Regions from separate parts of the Capsicum annuum genome. Here region 1 is linked to region 2. The links are chromatin contacts, called in public Hi-C maps. All regions are on one chromosome and are shown on one strand. Each heading gives the region's core, a stretch centred on a gene start, on an enhancer-like site or on the middle of the called end of the contact. The rest is flanking DNA. Distances are from core to core; before and after follow the strand shown. Region 1 holds the start of LOC107867402. Region 2 holds the start of LOC107867401 (PLASMODESMATA CALLOSE-BINDING PROTEIN 1).

Region 1 (5,977 bases), core at 333-2,832, 250 kb before region 2:
GTCTGTAACTGCAGTAAGTTTATTTCTCTTTTCTCAGCAGAGAGAGCTCTATAATTTCACGATGCCTTTGTTTTTTTGGACGGAGCTTTCTTCAGAGCAGTGATATTTTCATTTTTATATACATGTACAAAAGAGAAATCCATATTTATAAACAATCAAAGCTTAGAAGCAAAACACATATACATCTAACGGTTTGAGCCTCGGTGGATAATGAACCATTCCATCTACCCTTAAGGTGGCCTTACTTCATAACCTTAGCCTCCTTTTCCTTGTAGTTTCCTAGTTCGACTAAGTGACTTCATAACCTCAACAGACTTTGTTGTTTACTATAGCATATGCCACACTGTTCGAATATTGATGGATATTGGACCTACACCTCTACCCTTCTCTACTTAAATGTCAGGCTTTTGCCTGTAAGGTTTGAAACCGTGACATACATCTAACCCACACATCAGCTCAACATTCTTGTCATTAGACCAAAGCCATGGGACAATTTTGTACCCTTTTCCAAATAGGCCAGCTTTTCCGATACATGAAACTCTACAAAAGTTTTATAGAGTGATCCAAAAAGCCAACACATGGTCTCTCAACAGATAGTTAAAAACTGCACTTTTAAAGTTCCGGGTTATAATAAATGCAAACCATCGGTCCTAGAAAGAGATCACCAAAGTGATGCAGTAGAACCTTCAATTTATCTTAACCTTTATCCCAATTGAATGATTCTAGTATATGTGTGAGTGACATTTCATTGGTGTATTCTTTTGCAGGAAATCAACATATATAGACTAAATATAAACCAGCGCGATAAAATACATAAAATTTTTGATACGACAAGAAAAACACTTACCTTGTCACTCCTAAACAAATTTGTATACAAAGGAAAACTGAAGGATCAAGAGCTTAATTGAAGAAGCAATAAAAGGAAGAATCAGAAACATGTAGCAGTACGGCAAAACAGAAAAGTTAAAAAAAAATTGGTACCTCGTGAAAGATTTCATCTTCTGCTTTAATGTATACAATAGTTATATCACCACTCGGCTCTTTTTGCTTGTCCGCATTCTTATGCTATAACAAAATCGATAAAACGACAGATGATTCAGAGTTCAATAGATGAATAAAAATCATACACAAATACCAAACGGTACTCATTACCTTGTAAATTTTTATTAGATAAAACTTAAAGCAAAAAGGAAGAGAGCTCCCCTGTAGGCTTAGATAAAAAAAAACATAAGAATGACACAAATTAATGATTCTAGATAGATATTGTGCAAAATGAGCAGTACAAGCATTATACCTTGAGAAGTTAAGTGTTCTTGTTGCTGTTTGGATCCAAGATTGGATAGTGTTTGAGAGCTTGAGGAAGAAAGAGAAGAAGTTGTACGATTGATTGTAAAAGGAAAGTCGGAGAAAGGAACAAAGACATAAGGAATTGGGTCTTCTGGAAACATTGAGGAAAGATGGGAAAATATCTCTTTGCAGCTCAAAGACGGATTTTCCCTTGAGCGAAATGACAGTCATCTTTCTATATATATATATATATATATTACCTTACTACATATTATAAGGGCAGGATGACAAATTTTCGTCGTCCTCACACCCCAAAACAACCCAAATTTTAGCACTAAATGTGGGTTCCACAAAATGAAAACATTTATATACTTATAAAAAATGTGTACCACAAATTCATCATTTAATGTTGTACCCACACGTGGAAACACCATAACCATCATTAGCCAAATAAATTAGTAATATTTTTTTCTTATTACATTTTATGTGATACTTTAATTTTACACAATATTTTAAAAAATTTAAATTTATAATATTAAATATTTTTGTGATTGCAAATTATTTTAATTTTAAAATTAATTTTCAATTTATAATAAAATATATTTTTTAAAAATAAACTAAAAAATACCACACAACATTAGACGAAGAACATATTTTTTTCTCTCTTCACTGTTTTTTTAGAACCAACGCCACCACGTGTGGATGCCACATCTGGGCACTAGCTCCAGGTCCTACAAATGAAAACATTCATCAAATTATTAAAACTTTAAACCAGAATCAGAATATTTTATCACAAATATCACCATATACTTATCTTATATTCATTGTTTTAGTATTGTAGGATATCATGACTCATCAGAAAAGAGTCGTGATTACATTCTTAAAATCTCTGAAGTTGTATTTTTTTTAATCAATTTAGGTTCTTTCATCTTGATTAGGTGAGTTATTGTTCTTCTATTCTTTTTTCAATTTGGGCGCAGATTGATAGTTAAAAGCTATCAATAGTTCTTTGTTAAATTCTATATGTTGAATAATCCTTTTTCATGAAGACCTGGTAGATATTCATGAACTTGTAAAAATCTCAACCATATTTTAAATTTATCTAATTCGGATGTGTTGGACAAAGTAATCATAAGGTGATTGTGTGGTTGTACATCAATTAAATTTTGTACCGATCGGTGAGAACTTTTTTTTTTTGAAAAAAACTATTATACACTTATGCTTCTAACATTTGTGATTATTTTTGTTTTGTTGCAAAGTTTTTTTTTTTGGGGGGGGGGGGGGGGGGGGGGAGGTGAGTTTTTCTCGTTTTGGTTATTTGGGTAATTGATATAATGTTTTTTTTGTTGATCTGTAGCTTCTGTGATCATTTATGCTGTTAATTATGTGTTTCTTGACCGATTTATTTAATTACTCCATTCATTTTTTTTGTAAGAGATGCTGGTTGCTGTTCGAGTATGGCATTCAATAATTTACACACCTGTTATTTTTTTTCCTTAATAAGCAAACCAAAAAGAAAAACATGTGATTTCCACTGAAAGTTGGAGAAGTTAAAGAGCACCTATTGACCCACCCGATTCTGTTGAAATAACCAAATTAGTAACTACGGTTGAGTGTGAAAAAAAATAGTAACACGAATGATTGTAGTTTAGGGATCTTTGATGTGAGGTTGAATTTGAACGGAAAAAATAGGAGTGGATTACTATTGGAGCTTAGTTCTGAGGTACTTAGTAAGAATAGTTGTATTTTTTATGATTTAATTGTGAATATTATATCTCCTCATGTGTTGCTGAAATTTGTGCTTTAGTTTTTCATTGCATTACTATTCAGTTTATGTATTTAAGTCTGTCGAAACCAACCTCTGAGATAGATGTAAGCTTACCATACACTCTACCATCCGTTGAAACCGTTTTGTGGGATTATATGAGGTATGGTGTTTTATATATGAGTTAAAAATTAGTATTGGTTTGTTAAGCTATTACATAACATTGTTGTGTTGTTTCCAGGTGCCATCCAACATAGTGAAATAAGGACTAGAAATTAATGAATATTTCCCAATGGGAAGATGTTTTTGATGAATCTATAAATACATGTAATCATGTACTTTATACGAGATCCCACGACTTCATGTTTTCTCCAACTTGTTCTCGCAATATCATAACAGAAATAAATGAATTTATCGCACCACTTTGCTTTAACAAAAAATATAATCTCCCCATCATATGTCTGGGAACAAAAATTCATTCTAGGGAACCCTGGATATTTAATAATGAAATTTCTGTACCATACTGAAAGTTGATCATCATCTAAAATTCACAAACTAAACTCCCCATCCATTATATTTTCTTCAAGGACTGCTAATTTTCCCTTCACTTTTATCAAATTACAAGAATCTAAGACCTCATGTAAATCTTCTGGTAATCCAATATGCATAAAGCTTTCAACTTTCACATCAAATTCAACCATAGTTTTCTCCCAATAAAATTTCTTGGCTGATTAACCTTACTCATAGTGGAAAGCTAGCATGTAATAATATGGATTTCGCTTATATTGTCTAATAGTATTGAAGTGCTTGCAAGCCGTGGTAGTTTATTGATTGATCTTTTGTTTCACTTTGCTACTTGTTCTCAAGCTTCATTATGACCTTCACCAGTTTTGGTGGTTTGTGTTTCTTTACTTTCATTTGCTTTTCTGTAATACTCAGCTTTGGAATTATTAGTATTTGGGAGTTTTTTTTGATGAATTTGGGATTTCTTTGTACGATTTAAAATTCGATTCGTTCCAATTATATTATGATCGATCTCTCATTTGTTCCATATTGGATTGAATGTTTGGCATTTCTTATAAAGAATCACACCATTTATTGCTGAGCATCTGCTAGTAAAAGCCAAAACTTTAATACATTATGTTAAGAGAGAATTTGCATCTTAAGTATGTCCTATTTGGTTCCTTTTATGAAATGCTTATCTGGTTAACTAAAAATTTCTTGTCTGAATAGATTGCCAATCATATCTAAAATGATACATTAGTGTCACAATCTTATATCTCCTAATGTGTTGCTGAAATTTCTGCTTTAGTTTTTCATTGCATTATTGTTCACTTTTTGTATTGAAGTCTATCGAAACCAACCTCTGAGGTATAGGTAAGCTTACCATACACTCTACAATTCGTTGAAACCATTTTGTGGGATTATATGAGGTATGTTGTTATATATAGGAGTCAAAAATTAGTATTGGTTTGTTAAGCTATTACATAACATTATTGTGTTGTCTCCAGGTGCCATCCAACAGAGTGAAATAAGGACTAGAAGTTAATGTTATTTCTTTTCTTTTCCTCCTTTAAAGTACACATTTTCTCTCTAGGAACAAATGGAGTATTTTATATTCCACAAAATCTATGACTCTTTCAATCGAAAGCTCCAACTACTCCCGACTTCTCATTTTTTTGGTTCGAAAGAAAGCCTTCTTAACCTCAGACTGCTTTTCTAGAAAGCCTTATCATGGCCGGTTGCTTGATTCTATGGTTTTGAGCGGGGAAAAGAGGGGTGTTCAGACTTGTTGCAATCACGACATATATACCACGATCGCGGTATCTTGGTAATTTCCAAGGGTATCACGATGATGACCCTTGGCATCGTAATAGCGATGCTCCAGATACAACAATAGACTTGAAAAATCTCCAAGTCTTTACCAAGTCCTCGAGATTTATTTGGAATCCTGTATATGGAAACAAACTATGTAACCATACTAAATTCGATGTTTCAGACTTAATGGCAAGTCGAAACTTCTATTTGAGGTTGTTACAAAGTGGATCCCACACCCAACTTTTATTTTCTTAACTTTTGACCAATAGCTTGAAATGAGCCCGGATGCCTCGGGACCCAAACCAAGAGTCAACCTAACCTAAAATCAATGTTCCAGAGCTGATGGTGCTGTCAGAATTCTTATTCGAGGTCATCTACTAGGAATTTTGGTCCGAGACCAAATCCTAAATAACAAAAGCTCCAAAACAAGGAATTGATCCTAAAATCCAAACGACCCATTTGATCACCAAATTGATAATTTTGGCAAGTCGTAAATGACCTGTAGCTGCTTTAGTAAAGCTTAGAATGCTGGAAATGCATGCAAATCAAGGAAATGATCTGGAGGGTCATTATAATATCTACTACTGAAAGGACTTTCGTCCGCGATAGTCAATGGATAGAAAGATTTCAAAAGCTTGAAAGGGTGAGGTATTGGGCCCGCATGCTCCAAGCATGATTTCCCAGATAACATCCAAGAACAGTGAACACTTCCGGGGGATTTTTCCACAGGTATCCTTTTTTTAACCAACTTTCTCACTATACTCTCAAATAACCAAAACTCAATCTCAACCACTAACTGGCCTCCAACTGAATTAAGGAAGGATGATGTATGTAAATTTGAGCCATAATACACTGATACTATCTCGATACCCACACAAATCAACAAAGGTTTATCCAAGCATAAAGAAGGCCAAGACACGAGTCATGCAACTAACTTTATGTCCATATATAACTTTCTTTTGCCCTTCTAAACCTGCTAACACTCCAAACCAAATAGAAAGTCACATAAGTCTTGTCCGCGCAATCTCATTACTAGAAACTCGAGGAACTAAAACTGATCTATTGAGAATTCATATGAAAAATATAAGAATAAGCCCATAAGGTGCT
Region 2 (5,956 bases), core at 3,014-5,513:
TATAAACTTTTCAGAATTTTTCGCAATTACATTTGATAAAATTCATAAGCACAATCAAATTTGATTATCGATACCTGTAATTGGAACATTGTATTTTTACTATCTTCATCAAAATTTTAGGCGACCATCAATAGTATTGGATGCACTATGTTTTTTTAATTTGATTTGAGTTGCTAATTATAGATGACGTTTTTTGAATTGCTAATTTGTATTATCATTTTTTGATTTAAATTTACATTTATGATAAAAAAAAGTCATATAATGTAAAGGAATCTGAATAATTAAATTTTGCTCAATTAAGGAACAATTTCTTCCATTTTAAACTCTAACTGATTAGAGTTTATTAGGAATGGATTCTTTATTTGTATATGTACTTATATAGCAATATTTTACTTAAATACATAATACAACTTGCTATTTTTCGTAATTTTAAAATTGTTGCTATAAAAGTTATAATTAAGACTCTATAATTGCTATTTCTGAAATTTTTTCAATTTTAAATAGTTCCACCTCCTTTTAAAGGGATCCAGTTCCAACTTTTTCATGACAAATATAAGTAGATAAAAAAAAGTACAAATAAAATAGTAAAAGTTGTGTCCGCGTAATTTCCCCCTCAAAATTCTATTCAATTAGAATAATTATTAATCATGCAAATTATACTCTAGCGTGGCAACCAAATGGGCTAATTGTCCCTTATAGTTTCATTTCCCCCCACCTTTTTAAACCCTTAAGCATACCAACAAGCTTGTTAACAAAAGGGCCATGGTGAAAAACACACGGCTCTGACGAATCTGACGAATAGTAGCAACCCCATTTATATCTGTGTTGGTCATGCCACTTGGTCCAAGTCCGAAAACTGGATTAGTCCCTGGTACTGTGGTGGTCGTGCCAGTTCCCGTTCCGGTTCCGATGCTAGTGCCTCCTGTTGATGGATTTATGGTTCCTGGAACAGTTGTTGGACTTGCGTTTCCACCAGTGTTACTGGTACACAAAAGAAAAAGATATCACGAACCACATTGGCTAATTAACCGCTATAAAATGCTATGATCCGTCCATATTATTGTCTTTTAACATTTAACCTTTAACATCTCTAATCAGTAGATTATTGTCTGAACTATCTTTCTCTCATTAAATACGTCAGAAAATTAGCAGTTCTCTGATTGAAATGACGAGGATAGATTCAGGAAAATAAAAAATAAACACACCGCAATTGCCAAAAAGATTTGGAATCAGAGGGAGTAACTAGTAAAAGAGAAAAAGTCTAAAAGGGAAACAAGTACCGTGACAAATAAACAATACTCATCCTACAAAAATACAGGTGGGATCTAGGAAGGGAAGCAAATGCGCATACAACAATACACATCCTACAAAAATACAGGTGGGATCTAGGAAGGGTAGCAAGTGCGCATACCTTATTACTACCTTGACAAATACAACGATTGTTTCCGATAGATCCTTACAAACAAGCAAGCATAACAAAAATAAATGAAACTAACACGATTAGAAAAAGCTTAAGTCATCAACGGACACTTAAAGTTATCCCGAAAATTCACTTGGACCCCTCAATTAATTTATGTACCTATTAGGCACCTCAACTGTTTAAAATGATACATATCAGGCACAAAATGTTAATTTGGCAAGGAGAGAATGTTACACTCTCCTTGGGCATGTGAATCGAAGAAAAAAATAATATTTTACTTTTTTTAATTAAAAAACTTAAAAAAAAACTTATAATTTTTTTTAATTAATTAAAAAACTTATACTTAAATTATTTTATCAATATAATTTAATTATAATAATTTTTAATTTAAAAAAGAAGAAGAAAATCTTCAACCCCTCCCCTAGCGTCACCGTCTTCACCCCACCCCACGTCATCATCTTCACCCCACCCCACCCCAGTTCGTCGTCTTCAACCCTCCCCGTGTAATCATCATTTTCACAGCACCCTACCCCCACCCTATCATCGTCGTCTTCAACCCCCGTAAAACTAACAACATTCAATAGTAAATTCAAACACAAATTCAACATTTCCTTCTGATGAATAATAATCTTGAATTTGTGTTTCCTTCTGATGAATAAACATAAAATGAATAATAATTCAACATCAAATATAACATAATCTTTTCGTGTGCGTTTTCCGACTCCGATGAATCTCGTCGGAAAATCAAAATTAGGAAGTATATTGTTGCTGCTCTCGTGTGTGTGTGTGAACTGTGAAGACGGACGACGAGTGTGTGTGTGTGAGAACTGTGAAGACATCGGGGGAGAGGTTGTGAAGATGATGACTGTGTAGGTGGGGGTGTTTTTACGTTTTTTTTTTTCTAATTGGTTAATTTTGCCACGTCAGGTGAGTGTGTTACACACACACTATACCTGTTGCTGATTAGACAAAAAAGGCATGATTGAATCAAAATTCGGTGGGTTAGGAGGCTGATAGATACAAACCTTAATTGAGGGGTCTAAGAAAATTTTACTTAAGCCATTAGAATATGTTACATGATGGAAGATACACCTGAAATTGTCATCATGGTAGAGGAGAAAGGGACATATACAACAGACAGATATCAACATCATGACAGCTCATTCACGCATACTATTAGGTAGTGTGAATAGTGACAGGCCACACTAACAATAGCTACTGGAATATTATGGTAAAATAAATAAAGCACAACTAGAAATATAATGATATGCTTAATACTACAAGTTACTATTTTCCTATGTATGCTCCCCTCCATTTCAATTTATATGACTCGCACAAAAATTTATTAACATGTTTTAAAAGACAAGTTTCAAAAGTCACAGAAATATAATGATATGCTTAATACTACAAGTTCCGAAAGTCTTTTTTTAAATAAAGAAACTGCATGTATTAATATTTAATATGGAGTTGGTCTCTTTTCATGTCCAAGACACAATTTTAACTTTCTTCACCAACCCTTTTACCTTCGAAGCACACAATTTGTAATTGACACCAGAAAAAGGTGAACTTTTTATGACTTCTCCAAGATCAAGAGGTCAAGAATGAGCTTTAGATTGAAGCTATTATCACAAAGACAGGAGCAACAACTAGAACCTTTCCTTTAATTTCAAGGTAAAACGTTAAGTAAATCTAATACACCCAAAGAGAGAAAGAGTGAGATGCCTATGCAATACCGGATCTAACATCACATATTATAACATAAGCTTAAAGAACCTACCCTGCAGTAGACTGATATACACAACCAGAACCAGCAGCTGATGAAAAAAAGAACAAGAAAACAACAAAAAGTTAATCTTTGAAGATACAAAATAAGTAAAAGGATTAGTGGTAAATGAGGAAACATACAAGCTGGTGCAGTTGGAGTCAAAGTTGCAGTTCCCTTAAAGTCACAACTAGCACCAGAGGCACCTTTTCTCTGATAATAGCTATTTACAGCATAGTTGCAGTGATCTTTGACAGTGTCAGGATTGTAACAAGCACCATTAGTATGGATAGCTGTGCAATCAGCTCCAGATCCACAGGCATAATCAATGTTCTCTTGAAGAATTTTTACATCCACACCATCTTTGCAAATACAGTAACTGGCACCTACAGAAACAAATCCACATACAATCAGCTCAAACAAGCAAAACTCATTGTGATTTTCCTATAAAAAGACTGAATCTTTGAACACAGCTGAATCACGAACATTTTTAAAGAGTAAAATATAGTGAAACCTCATCTCAAGAAGAGTATAAAAGCATCAAAAATACCGAAAACTTGAAGGCAAAGGGAAAAAGACTGAATCTTCTAATTTAATAGAATCAAGAACATCATCAAGAGCAAATTATAGTGAAACCCCATATCAAAAAATATGAAAAAAATGCAGAAAAAACAGAGAAAACTTGAGGGCAAAGTGAAAAGTGTCTCCTTACTAAAAGCAAAATCTAGTAAAAGACCATCTCAAGAAAAATATGGGAAAAAATGCTGAGAACAGAGAAAAGTTCATGGCAAAGTGAAAAGTAGCAGCTTACTTGAGTGACCAGTGATAGCCAAGAAAAATACCAAAGACAACATAAAAGCAGCCATGATTGTGAAAGCAATAATGAAGAAAGTACACTATTCCTTCACTTTTTCAAGAGAATTGGTAAAGGAGAAGAAAGGGTGTTGTTTTCTAGATAATAAAATGAGAGTGACTACAAGTATTCTGATGTATACTTGTTTTTGTGGCACTTTTATATGTATGATGAGTGTAAATTTACAGTATCTGCATATGTTATATCGTTGATAACAATATGAGAGGTGGTCCGGTAGATGGATGAGTTGTTTCATCCTTAATTAAAAATTGAAAGTTTGATTTTGGATATGAAGAAAACTCTGTTAGAAAGCATTTTCCCCTAAATGAAATTCTATACGGTATGAATTTAAATTAATCGAGTTTTAATACGAATATCGGATGAAAATCAAAAAAAATATTATTGATAAGGGGAGATGGTGTTTTTGGAAATTGAGCAGAAAAGCAAAAGCTTTTGTCATGTAATTGACTGTACCTGTACTTGTGTATGTGTGCTCTATTGCCTCTCAAACGGTCATAGACTCATCCACATGGTCACTACCTAACTCAACTCTGGTTGAATACTTTGCGATACGCTTCTTGTTCCATAATATTCGGTATCAGCGTACACTTACGGTTATTTGGTTGCGAAAAAATTATTTAGAAATAATTAATTTTGAGATAAGTTATTCTGATATAATTTGAAATTAGTTATCCCATCATGTATTTGAGATAACTTATTCCATTATTATAGCATAAATAGTGGGATAAATAATTTCGATACTAATTAATACTTCAAACCAAACATGGGATAAAATAATATTTCACTTTAACCTAAGACTATTTATCTCTTATACCTCACACCAAACAACCCCTTGGTGTTTTAATTATGCATCGATTAATCATTATTTCATTTCTTATTGTTTTATATTATTTGTTGTGTAATGCTACTATTTTGATTAATTTGTACTGTAATTGCTTTTACGATTGTATCCCCCCTTTCACACTGCTTGACAGGTATTACTAAAATTAGGATCTATCAAAAACAATCTACATTTGCCTAGCTCGAAGAGGTAAAGGTGAGATCTTAATACGTTCTATCTGTTCGGATCAAAATTGTCAAAGCGTCATGCGAAAGGTAATAGTTGAAAATCAAGATGGTGATAATTCAAACGACAGAGAAAAACATATTAAAAACATAATGATTATATAATTTGGCTAATTGACCTACATACGAAAATATAATATAAGAAAAAATATAAAAACTATTAATACTATTGTGTTGTGATATGAGAAGAGAGGTCTTTAATTTATAGAGATCCAAAATTTTCCTCCAAGAAAGATATTAGTTTTTTTTTTTTAATTAGAATTTTTGGTCTGTCTGGACCCTTTTTTATTGCAACTTCATCCAAAACAATCCAGCCCAACTATACATTGTTGACCCAAGTCCAAAAAAACCCGATCCAAAAAATGGAATATGAAAAGTTTCCTAATATCAACGTTTAAACAAGAAAAGTATTCTCTACTCTTTACTTCACATTGCCGCCTCTGCTGAAGGATGTTCCCCTTGTGGCCACTTCATCTCCCTCCTCCCCTAGGTTATCTGTAAGTTGGATGTCTGTGGATGTTGCTCAACCCTAGCTCTTTCTATCAACTTTGCCTCTGGTAAGTTCTGTTTCCAGCTTCCCTTACCTGAATCTTTAGCTCGGTTTGACTCCATCCTCTTCTCAGGTGGTCGGGGTTTTGCCCCACAGGACTGAAGTAACATCATGTCGAAGCTCCGATTTGCCCTATCAAGTAGGTTTTCTTTTCTCTTATTCCATATGGATTTAATATTCTCCCTCTTGCTCTTCTCACCTTTCCTTATTTCTCTTGTAAGTTGTTGATTTATCAACACGCAGCTCAATTTCCAGGTCAAATCCATCTGAGTTCGGTGGGAGGCT

What was found. A called contact is a pair of places that touch in the nucleus more often than the background predicts.
Region 1: a contact with region 2 is called in a Hi-C map of leaf, with 2.5 times the contacts expected there. The contact joins the promoter of LOC107867402 here to the promoter of LOC107867401 in region 2. A contact is called at or near these places in 2 of 5 Hi-C or Micro-C datasets (bud and leaf).

Annotation. Positions count from the first base shown.
Region 1 is chr1:98,253,038-98,259,014 of UCD10Xv1.1, reverse strand. It overlaps LOC107867402, which reads right to left and starts at 1,582. Exons shown (of 8, transcript XR_007052188.1): 1 at 1,295-1,582; 2 at 982-1,065.
Region 2 is chr1:98,001,486-98,007,441 of UCD10Xv1.1, reverse strand. It overlaps LOC107867401 (PLASMODESMATA CALLOSE-BINDING PROTEIN 1), which reads right to left and starts at 4,263. Exons shown (of 4, transcript XM_016713621.2): 1 at 3,994-4,263; 2 at 3,326-3,568; 3 at 3,198-3,234; 4 at 595-981. The coding sequence starts at 4,048. The coding sequence ends at 720. LOC107867400 (a long non-coding RNA gene) reads left to right here and starts at 5,491. Exons shown (of 3, transcript XR_001673171.2): 1 at 5,491-5,678; 2 at 5,745-5,810; 3 at 5,893-5,956.